Linked DNA regions of Zea mays: region 1 is linked to region 2. Evidence: chromatin contacts called from public Hi-C data. All regions are on one chromosome and are shown on one strand. The core of a region is the stretch at or near the end of the contact, and the rest is flanking DNA. Distances in the headings are between cores, read along the strand shown.

What was found. Hi-C and Micro-C count contacts between places; a contact is called where the count stands out from the background.
Region 1: a contact with region 2 is called in a Hi-C map of ear, with 2.3 times the contacts expected there. The contact joins the enhancer-like site here to the promoter of LOC100192733 in region 2. A contact is called at or near these places in 4 of 25 Hi-C or Micro-C datasets (ear, leaf and an unstated tissue).

What each region holds. Positions count from the first base shown.
Region 1 is chr1:209,288,386-209,294,010 of Zm-B73-REFERENCE-NAM-5.0, reverse strand. It overlaps LOC100191509, which reads left to right. Exons shown (of 18, transcript NM_001365493.1): 13 at 123-317; 14 at 446-540; 15 at 633-768; 16 at 837-1,054; 17 at 1,173-1,300; 18 at 1,532-2,172. The coding sequence ends at 1,953. Among protein-coding and RNA genes, the nearest start is that of LOC100191509, 7.2 kb to the left of the region's middle. Within about 2 kb of position 2,385, at least 9 of the 20 cell types and tissues checked have an H3K27ac peak or open chromatin away from gene starts, as enhancers often do. A contact at or near this core is called in ear, where this site is marked.
Region 2 is chr1:209,251,911-209,257,976 of Zm-B73-REFERENCE-NAM-5.0, reverse strand. It overlaps LOC100192733 (peptidyl-prolyl cis-trans isomerase-like 1), which reads right to left and starts at 1,979. Exons shown (of 6, transcript XM_020546665.3): 1 at 1,460-1,979; 2 at 1,253-1,348; 3 at 1,085-1,146; 4 at 444-577. The coding sequence starts at 1,531.

The DNA.
Region 1 (5,625 bases), core at 1,136-3,635, 36 kb before region 2:
AATCAAAACATAATATATATTTAGTGACATTTGTCCTTTTTTTTAGCATGCAAACTTCATGGTTTCCTTTGTCCTTTTTTATGACACTTCACTCACATTTTCTTTTGTTGGTTATTATTTAGGCAGATGCCAAGACACTTAGATTCAAGGATAAGGTGTTGAAAAAGGGTGGGTTGTGGAGAGATATATATGGTATTGATGAAAAGAGGGTTGCTAGCTTGGTAAGGGAGGATAAAGTGGACATACTTGTGGAACTTACTGGTCACACAGCAAATAATAAGTTAGGGACAATGGCATGCCGACCTGCTCCTATTCAGGTAGTTCTGCGCTTCATGATGCATATCTGTTTCCTCCATTATTTTCAGAAATGTTTCCACAGGAGCAACATTCATTCTTTATCTAATGAGCAGGCTTTGTTTTAACCTTGATCTTTATGTGCTCACAGGTTACCTGGATTGGCTACCCCAACACAACAGGTTTGCCAACAATAGACTACCGAATCTCAGACTCATTGACTGATCCACCTATGACAAAGCAAAAGTAAGACATGCTCATCTTGCAGTCACAGTTATTCCAGCATGTAGTTTTCTATGCCCAGACATGTAGAAGCTCATAGCAGCAATTGTCTGCAGGCATGTTGAGGAGTTGGTGCGCCTTCCTGAAAGCTTTCTTTGTTATACTCCTTCCCCAGAAGCTGGTCCTGTTTGTCCAACACCAGCAATTTCAAATGGTTTCGTCACTTTTGGGAGCTTTAACAATCTAGCAAAGGTGACAATTAACACTTGAAAGATTTGCTTTTCTGCTGAACCACTCAATTAGTTTTATTTCATTTACAGATTACACCGAAAGTGTTGCAAGTTTGGGCCAGAATATTATGTTCAGTCCCTAACTCCAGGCTTGTGGTTAAGTGCAAGCCATTCTGCTGTGAGAACATAAGGCAGAAATTTTTGGCCACACTGGAGGAGTTGGGTTTGGAGTCATTACGGGTTGATCTGTTGCCACTCATCCATCTGAATCATGATCACATGCAGGCGTATTCTTTGATGGACATCAGGTGAGCAGTTGTGTCGTACTGTCATTGATTGCAGGCTGAGTTTATGGTAGTTTTCCTCTAAACGACATTTATGGTGTTACTTGAAACAGTATATGAATGGTTTTCTTTCTTTGTGCAGCCTGGATACATTTCCCTATGCTGGTACTACGACTACATGTGAATCTTTATACATGGGGGTTCCATGTGTTACAATGGCTGGTGCTGTTCATGCTCATAACGTTGGTGTCAGCTTGCTCAGCAAAGTCGGTAAGTAACTGTATGCTACATTTTCATCTGTGTAGAGGTTGTATCAAAGGTTCACTTTCCCATGGCCTGCTTTCATTTTTTTTACACTTAGCATACTAAGCTATTTAGCAAATCTTCTAGCTATCAAACAAGGCCATTTTCCTTCCACTGCCAAATGGTATTTGTTATAATGGTCCATGGGTTGACGTTTCTCTCCCCCCCCCCCCCCCCCCCCCCCCCCCCTTTTTGCAGGGTTGGGGAGGCTGGTTGCCAAAACTGAGGATGAGTATGTGAGCCTAGCGTTGGATTTGGCATCAGATGTGAATGCCTTGCAAGAACTGAGGATGACCCTGAGGGAGCTGATGATGAAGTCGCCCGTCTGCGAGGGAGAGAGATTCACCCGGGGCCTGGAAGCTGCATACATGGACATGTGGCGCAGGTATTGTGACGGAGACGTACCATCTCTCAGGCGCTTAGCACTGTTAGAGGAACATCCTGTTGCCAATGGGCCAGACTCGGACAAAACCTCCGAGAAGCTTGCAGATCTGAAAGCGCAGAGAGCAAGCGCGACCGTGGAGGAAGATAACCAGCCCCCAGCAATGGCGAATGGTGTGAGATCGCCCAGTTCACCCGCTGCTGCAAAATGTGAATCAAATGGTCACAGCAGCCAATGACCAAGAACGGTGTCACGCTCCATTGATGCAGACCGATACTGATATATTGTAGGTCGAGTGATGTTAGCAACATCTGTGTTTAGAGGGAGGGGTTGTTAAGCTCCGGGTGTCTGATTTATTGACACTTGCGGTCTGTAAGGTGATTAAATGTGTCTTATAAAGTTCGATTTGTAGGGCTTTGCCCCTGTAGGTTCTTGATATGGTAACTTAAGTTGCTTCATTAGAAGGCGCGGGTTCCCGGTTGTATATGTAGTAGAAATATGACAGTAAAACAACTTGAAGAGTCGATTAACCGACATAGATGTCATTATGCTATTTTACTTCCTTGTGCGTATCAGTCTCGTGATTACTGACCAACATGCCGGAGCAGCAGCCGCTTCTAGCTCAACGTTGAGGGCCAGTAATTTATCTGTCTTTGGGTTAAAAAAAAACCCGTGGGCCATGAGCCCATTACCTTATCGCCAGTTGAGACATGGAGCTCACCGCATGATCGGCCCATATTTAAACTTCATTCTACGAATATTACAGTCTATAATATAAAACAGTTTTTTGAATGACCATATAATGAACTGCTGGACACAGTCTTAAGGTTCAAAGGTTAAGGGATCTATCCATTGACGATTGGAGGGTTTAGGGGTTAATGTTGGGATCTGACAACAATGACCCAAACAACGAGATGACAAACGTGTAATAGCACGCTAGATATGGAACAATGATTCTCAAATGTCTTATTAGCCATCCTCTCACACTGTCTAGACATAGGTATTTATGGGGTAACCAAGGGTAGCCCTCTAAAGTACAGCCTTATCCTTGGTTACCTGTCACATCTTAGGATGTGGCACCCTCTAAAATACAGACTTGTCCTTGGTTACCAGTCACATCTTAAGAATATCCTTTATAGCGGTGTATTTTAAGAACCATTACATACCTTATATTACACCCAATTACATACCCGCACCAACATTAATGCACACCCATTTGTGACTAGCTAGACCTTCCTTCAGCTACAGGGGCCCATGCTCCTGTTGTGGCCTCGATGTTATTCATTGGCCCCCTAAGTGGGGAAGCCTTCAAAACCTTCGTCAATGATTTTATGCGTTGTCCAAGTGACAAGGCCAAAGTCTCCATCGCCTTTTAAGTCACTCTTGGATCGGTGAGGCCTTCGGTAGCATGCCCACGGCTTCGATCGAGCCACGAATGTTTGATGTAGATAGCAGAGTCCACATGTTAAGATCTTCCCAGCGAAGTCCTTGCCATGGCCTTCGGAGTCTTCGATGGGCCAAGCAGCCATAGACTCGATCGACCGTATGACGAGTCTGCCTCACATGGGGAAATCTTCATGGTAGCCCTCATAGCCTTCAATGAATCCACATTTATTGGAGAGAAGTATGATGACTGATTAGACAGTATCGACCAGACAAATGATCGGGTTCCCGTTCAACTTTCTCCCCAAAAGTAGCCCCTAAGGGCGAGGCTCAACCTAATGAGTCGATCCCGAAGACTAGATAATGATTCGAACGCTACCCTCGATCATCCGATTTAGGGGCATTTTTATGACATTTGTTAATTAATTGATTATTATTTTCATCATTTCTGGCTTATATAAGGCAACACCCGGTTAGGGTTAGTGTTACACGATACGTTTGCATCGCTTCCTCTTCCTCATATCCACAAGCGCCGCTGAACTCCGTCATGAGGCCTTGCCCGCACTGGTGTGTGAGTGAAGCATACCGCACGACCTCGTCACCAGTACATGATGTCGTCCACTTCTTCATCAAGTTCTACCAGCGACTCACCACAGTGCGTTACTAATGCGATGACGAAGCCACCGCCACAGACGTACACTGTTTCAGCAGACGGTTCATCGTCCTCAAAGTCCATGCCCTCTGCCACATTGTCACTAGTTATGAGCTACTCAGGGAGGCGATGCGTCATGAGTCGAGAGACCTATGTTTGGGCGATCGCGGATTAGAGTGGGCCGAGTCATGGAGATGGAGCAATTGTGTTACTTTGCTATGGGGTTGGGCATGCCCCTGGGTTGGAGACCACAACAGATCCAGAAGGCAAAGTTGTGGTCTTCGAAGCGTCTTTATCACTAGTACACAGAAGCTCTATAGTGGCGGTTCTAAACCTATTTACACTGGCGTTTTTCAGTACCGCCAGTGCTAGGGGTCAGTGGAAATCAGCATTTCCACTGGCGGTTATTTTGGAACCGCCAGTGAAAAGTGCATTTTCACTGGCGGCTGAATAAAGAAAACCGCCAGTGAAAGTGCATTTCCACTGGCGGTTTTATAAAGCAAACCGCCAGTGGAAATGCACTTTTCACTGGCGGTTTTCTTTATTTAGCCGCCAGTGGAAGTTTTCCCGCCTTTTTTCAAAATTTCAAACAATACTGAATTATATATATATTTATTTACACACACACAAACATATATATATATATAGATCTATATTGATATTGAAAGCAACATGAAATTAAATTCTATCATACATTTATATACATCAAAGTATTCTGTTTACAACCATATATCCTTCATGCATTCTATACATCATAAGTTTTCACCTAAGCTCTAATAACTATCTCGGCTAAGAGATAATCTACTAATTTCTGTTAGTATTCTAAACTCTGGCAAAGCTAATGTTCCGGAAGCATCGTGATATTTTCCTTCTGCGGGAATGACCTCTTTCAATATGAATGTGTAGAGGTCCTCGACTATGCCATACAATGCAGCTTCGGTCAAGTTCTCCGGGTTTCCTCGTTGAAATTGCTGTAAAGGAATTTTATAAACATCATCTATTTATACTCAATAATAACACATTTGCATCTTTAATGACATAAATACATACTTGACTATTACTAATAATACCTTGTCAGGGTTCGTGATGTATCGTCCGTTCACTCTCATGAACTCGCACGCATAGAATCCACATAGGACCGATCCTTGTGGTTGCTTGTGGCACTACATAACGAGAGATTGGTTATTTAGTTGCAACATTGTGTATGATATGTATTCATAAAATCACATACTTACCGGCCAGTGATGATGGATGTCTAGTGGCACGAGTTTTTTCGACAGGTCGTACTTTCCACCTCTCATCTTATAGAATCTATAAGCCCTGTGATCTCAAATAGAACCACCATGTTATTCTCAAATTTAATCGATAAAAGTATGCATGCATAGAAAAGGCTTACAGCTCTAAGATGCTGAGGAATGTTGCATATGTCGAAGGGTCGAAGTTCAAGGAGTCGAGCACCAGCACCTTTCCAACCTTAGGATAAATGAGGAAGCATATCCAGTGGTCCCTGTACGAATCAAATTTGTGATGCATGTGTATTGAAATTATTAATTTTATTTATGCAAAATCACACTTACTTAAAGTTGTACGGGGCCATTATGGCTTCCCTGTCTTGAAATTGAAGCATTGCATGTCCTATGTAGGTGGCGTATCGAGCTTCAAAATCCTTCTTCATATCCTTTATACGCTTCTCAACTTCTTCGTCCGTCTTTCCCCGTATTTCATCGTTGTCTTTCCCGATTCTAAAAGTGTGGCTTTCCTCGGATATAAGTATTGGGTTGAGATACCCAACCCTTTTACTGGCACTAGCATTGGGCTTGGTACCGTAAAGAATCTCCTGCTGATCATGTTGCATTCTGCAAGTCACACGTGCAT
Region 2 (6,066 bases), core at 730-3,229:
AAAAGAACAGTTATGTAGTCATCATGATCTCTAAACTGTTTGCATTAGCACCAATGACTTGTACCATCCTAACCTTTCAAATTTAATTAACTCAATTTTGGTCACCACTGCTTTTACAGAGTTTATCAGCTCTGTTAAAGGTCCCATTCTATTTTTTTCCTCGAACAACGCTGGAGATCTGCGTGTCATATTCATTGAGAAGGGATTACAAGAGTCCAGCTAGGACCAAACAGAAATAACAAAAAAACCAAGAAAGACCTCTGCCTACAAAGGTCCCATTCTATTAAAAAGGGCCAAAATAGTGAAATATCATTATTGCAGCTCACGTGTGCACAACATCAACAAACATCTACTCAATCAGTTAATCAGCATGCTTTTCAGCTCGCCAGTGAAAAGGTTCACATAGGTCAAAGAAATCAGACAAAGCAGATGCTTATCCTTACCATCAAGTGACTGACAAGGGGCAAGAGTTATGAAGAACTGGCTTCCATTCGTGTTTGGGCCAGCATTTGCCATGGACAGAATTCCAGCCCCAGTGTGCTTTAACTCAGTCTTTATCTCATCCTCAAACTTTGCTCTGCAAAGAAAGCAACAGCAGCAAGAGCGCTAATCTTAGACAGGATCACAAGTTTAAAGCTAAAGAGAATGAATAGCAGACACAATTTCATCTTACATATGTCCCTAGAAAAGAAACATCTTACCAGCTGTCTAGCAAATTAGCTTTTACCCAAGCTAGCAGCCAAAGAACAGTGGTATTAAGGCCACTGAAATGTTGTACAAGCAGAGTAGTTAATTTTTCTAATGCTCCACCTAATTCTGTTGTAAGCTAGCATTCACTCTACTAATGTGACGATGCAATCGTTAATCAAACAATAACACACATTGATGGCGGGCAAAATCAGTGGGAACGTGGCCACTGAAATGTTCTAAAAAATCCTTCCCAACACCATGCTTTATACCCAATTGAATCCTGGGTACACATCTACTGTTACCGCAGCTAGCATTCAAATAACTATGGGAACAACGTAGTCGTTGATTCAAGATAAATCAAGTGGAGGGGGACTATGGTCAACAGACTGCTCACCCATAGATGGACTCGCCACCTCTGCCGGTTCCTGTAGGATCCCCACCTTGCACAATGAAATCCTAAGCAGCAACAAAAACAGCAACCACTCATTACGTAACCAATATCAGATATTGACAACAAGCAAACTAAGATCAGTCAACACGAAATAGGAAACTCAGGAGAGACTTTGATGATGCGGTGGAAGATAACGTTGTCGTAGTAGCCACGTCGCGCGAGCTCGACGAAGTTCCGGCAAGTCTTGGGCGCGTGCCTGTAGTACATCTACGGATCGAGTGACCATCAGCATCAATCATGAAGTAGAAGTGCAGGGCCCAGTGCAAAGCGAGAAGTGGGAAGAGAGGAGATGCAACCGAGAGGAGAGAGGGGAGGTACCTCAACAGAGACAGCGCCCATGGAGGTCTCGAGGGTGACCTCCGGCGTTCCGCCGTCGGTGCTACCCCACATGCTGGGCAAGGGGCAGGGGACGGTAAGGTGGGCGGCGGCGGCGGCGGCGGGTGGAAAGCGGGAACGCGGAGGAGACGGGAGACGAGAAGCGAGGCAGGTCTGTCCGGGCTTGTGTGGGTGTACATCCGGGCCGGGCCCGCTCAAGCCGGAAAAGACACCGAACGGTTAAATTTCAGGTCGATCAGTAATTATTACAGGTTATATGTCCATGGATTTAATACTCAGCATATAGCTCGATATGTTATTGGTTAAATATATTTAAGCTTGAAAATAATTGAAAACGGTCGGGAAAATACTTAAACCATTACCGTTACTGTATTTTTTTTTGCCGAAATCAGAAACGGGAACGAGAATATTGGACGAAATAACGAAACCGATATTACAAGATATCGGGAACGGAACATGTTCAATCAGGAACGAGTCGATTATGATCGGGAATCGGTAACACGAAAAAGAAACATTTGCAGGCTATGACCCTATGACTATGATCCAAGACTAACAACCCCAAAGACATTCATTGCATAATAAATATTACAGAAAGCGGGCAAGCAGCCCAACAACCAACACATTCATTGCACAATACGCAAGATCCATGTCCATATTAGTATATTACTCGGTCCACATATTACCCAAAGACATACTCGGACGGCCCAAGTGCCCAACAGCAGAGAGTAGTATGCTGGTAGCCTAGTACTAGTACCTACCAGTGTTAGTAAACTAGCAGTCCACAACCAAAAGCCCAAAAGTATATGGCAAGTCCAAAAGTATCCACTATCTAGGCATCCAGCAACCAAAATTCACAAGTGACAAGTCCAAAAGTATCCACTATCCAGCAGCCAGCACCAGAACCTACCTCTACATGTCAAAGTAGCTCTGATCATCTGCATTTAGCCCATCTATATCTCCTTCATCAATGTCTATGACATCATCGTCCTACAACGTATGGAAGGCAACATATATTCATATATGGCAGCAACATAAACTTATATGGTACCACAACACTGATGTCTTTCCCCCCATTTTTTCAACTGCAAGTTGCTGCTGGCCTTTCACTATACTATGTGCCACCCTCAAATGTGTCCAAAATCCAGTTATTCCATAATTGCTCTCACATCGGCCCTTGTGCTTACATCTTGGCCAGCTGCAATGAGCCCACAACTGAACGTATGTCTTCCCATTATCCTCAATGACCAACCTCTTCTTGGTAAAGTACTGCCGTACATCAGATGTGCATTTCTTCTGCCTTTTTCCAGTAGGGACATCATCCTCAATATTGATGGCTTGTTCACTATTGCCGCCTCCATCCGCTGTGGCAGCAGCACTACCGTTGCCACCTCCACTTGGCAAAGTATCCCTACCTACATCATCTGCACCACAACCACTACCACATCCATCATTTGTTGCTGCCGCACCAGAACCACTAAGGTTTTGGCACATATTTTTTGACCTTGATCGCTTAGATCCTGACAAAAAATCAATAGATGTTTCTACCATTATATACATGTACATACAGCTACCATTATATACTGAACACACACAACTACTAGTGTAGCAGAGCAGTGCTTTACCTGATGTTGGATTTGGTGTAGGAAGTGTGGTGCTATGCACCACCACCGGCAATGGTGGATCCAGGATGAAGCGCTTGGCCTTGGATGCCGATGATGACGAGCCAACAGCAGAGCCATCGGCAGCAGCAGCCCCAGTCGGTGGCATGTTCTAGTCCTGTTTCCAGACGCGGAGAGGTTAGAGCAAGAGGAGTGGAGAATGTGGAGTGCAGCCGCCGACCGGTACCTGTCTCGCCGGCGAGCGATGGAGTAGGGCTCGACCGCCGCTGGCCTGCTGCTGGTGCATCCGTGCGTGGAGCAGGCCGCCGTTGTCCGCTTCCGCTACTTCGCTCAGCCACCAGCCGTCCAGCCGGTAGCCCGCAGGCCGCAGCTGCTGAGCTGCAATGCCGCACGCGGCACGCCGACACGTGAATCGCAGACGCAACAGCAGCACACAGAGCGATAGAGGACAAAGAGAGGAGCCAAGCCAAGGGCGGTGGGCGGCAGCAGACACAGCCGCACAAGCAGTGGGCGGCAATAGGCACAGCCGCACAGGCAGTGGGCGGCAGCAGGCACAGGCAGGCGGCAGCACACACAGGCACATGTAAGCTAGGGTCACATTTGGGGCTTTGGGCCAAGCACACATCTGGGCCAAGCAGAAGCACGCATTTGGGCCAAGCGTAAATGGGAACACATACATGATTATTCCGGATACAATACAGGAACCGTTAATCCGGTCGAGAAACAACTCTTCCTGATTTCGTTCGTGTTACCGTCCATATTTCCCGTATTTTTTCCCGTTTCCTGTTTTTCCTGAAAACACGATATACGATCGGTTAACACGATATACGATGTCGGTCGGTACGAGATTTTTCTGTCCCGGTTTCATCCCTAAATATGTTGGGTTTATTTTAGGCGGCCTGAAACTGTAAAATATCTGAAATTCGCACAAGGCTTAAAATTCATATCAAAGCTCGAAATTCACATCAAAGCCCAAAATTTACGGCAAAGCCCGAAATTTAAAACACATATATCATTTAATAGATATTAACATTTCAAGATTTATAATTAAAAACCAAAGAACACGAAACCAATTGGTAGTTGACACCTCATCTCCATGATTAAACAATCATGCGACTAGCTAAATCGGGGTGGATGATTTACATGATTAGAAGCGGGTGACCAAATGAATATGAGCCTTTTCGTGCCTGTAAATATGCTATTTTGTGCCTCCGTAAACGGGTCGTGCTCGTGCCCGCCCGTGGGCAGTGACCTCGGCCCAAGCCTAGCCCGATGCATAATTTCGGGCTGGCCCAGTCCGAAAATATTCCGGCTCGTGCGTGCTTGGACCGTGTTTTTTTCATGCTTCGGGCCACCAGACCTGTCCTAAATGTACACCTCTAGGCAGAGGACAGTACATGGGGCTTTGGAGGAGGGATTTCAGCTGTTGCCCCTGATACAACTCTAAATTTTATAGCCTGTTTGATGTCGATATTGGAGCACAAAATTAAAAATTGTAATCAACTTTCCTAAATTATGTTGTTTGGTTGCACACAAAATTAAGATTTGGAATCAGAGACCCAATTCCCTAGAATTGGACTATAACTAGAAACTTCCTCTCCTAATACTGAGCGTCACCCATCTTTATTGCATGGAATTAGACCGCACAATTCCAAACTCCAATTCGGTAACATCCAAACAATAGAATTGGAATTACTATATCTCATTTCAATATCATGGTTGATTTGGTATTGAACCCAATTCAATTCTATGCCCTCCAATATCGACATCCAAACAGAGCATTAGAGTATTCTGTCCTTACACTACCGGAATCAATAGCTTCGCCGAGTGCCGGAAGCACTCGGCGAAGCCTTAAAAACACTCGGCAAAGGCTTTGCCGAGTGTAACACTCGGCAAAGAAGGCTCGGCAAACAGTGCATCGGCAAAGACTTCTTTGCCGAGTACTTTTTCTCGGGCACTCGGCAAATATCTTTGCCGAGTGTCAGGGAGCACTCGGCAAAGAAAAGCGACCGTTACAGCGCCGGTTGACGGAGACGGCGGCTTTGCCGAGTGTCAACGGTGACACTCGGCAACGAAGATATCTTTGCCGAGTGTCCTCCTGGCAGCACTCGGCAAAGCCGCCTTCTTTGCCGAGTGCCAGTTGGGACACTCGGCAAAGAGCCCGCCAGGGAGGGTCCCCATGTCAGGCTCTTTACCGAGTGTCCCAATAGGCACTCGGCAAAGCCGACCTCTTTGCCGAGTGCCAGCGACATAACACTCGGCAAAGAACCTAAGCCGGTGCCCAGGTCTGTGCTCTTTGCCGAGTGTTATGACCCAGACACTCGGCAAAGAGCCTCTTTGCCGAGTGTTACACTCGGCAAAGTGACCAGTATGTACCTTTTTTATTTGTTTTTTGTTTTCCATCCACACAAACAGAAGATATCACATATATATCACATATATACATCACAGATATCATCACAGACATAAATAGCCAACACAAACATAAAACCGTGACCACAAACATAAATATCCATCACAAACATAAGTGTTCAACACAAGTATTAAACACAAACATAAGTCTCAAACGTCGCAAGCTCTCACATAAGTATCAAACAGAAACATAAGTATTATACATAAGTTCTGAAGTCTAAAACAATGACTCATGGAGGTGGGCGGTTTGGCCGGGGTTGCGTTGGGCTGAACCCTTCCGGAGGGTTGTTGGATGCCGCCCCAGATTGGCCCTGCACAGAGAAGAGATAGCATGTGTTATACCAGATGCATTACAAACATCTAACTACAATTTTGATACTCACAGGAGTGTGGAAGAGAGTAGGGTCAACTGGGGGGAACAATGGAGGTGGCGGAGCGATGCCCTGTGCGTCGCCAAGGCTCCGCATGTACTGGAACATCTCCGCCATCCTCTGATCAGCCGCCGCCCGCTCCGCCATTATCCTCGCCTCCATCTCTTCTAGTTGGGTCTGTAATATT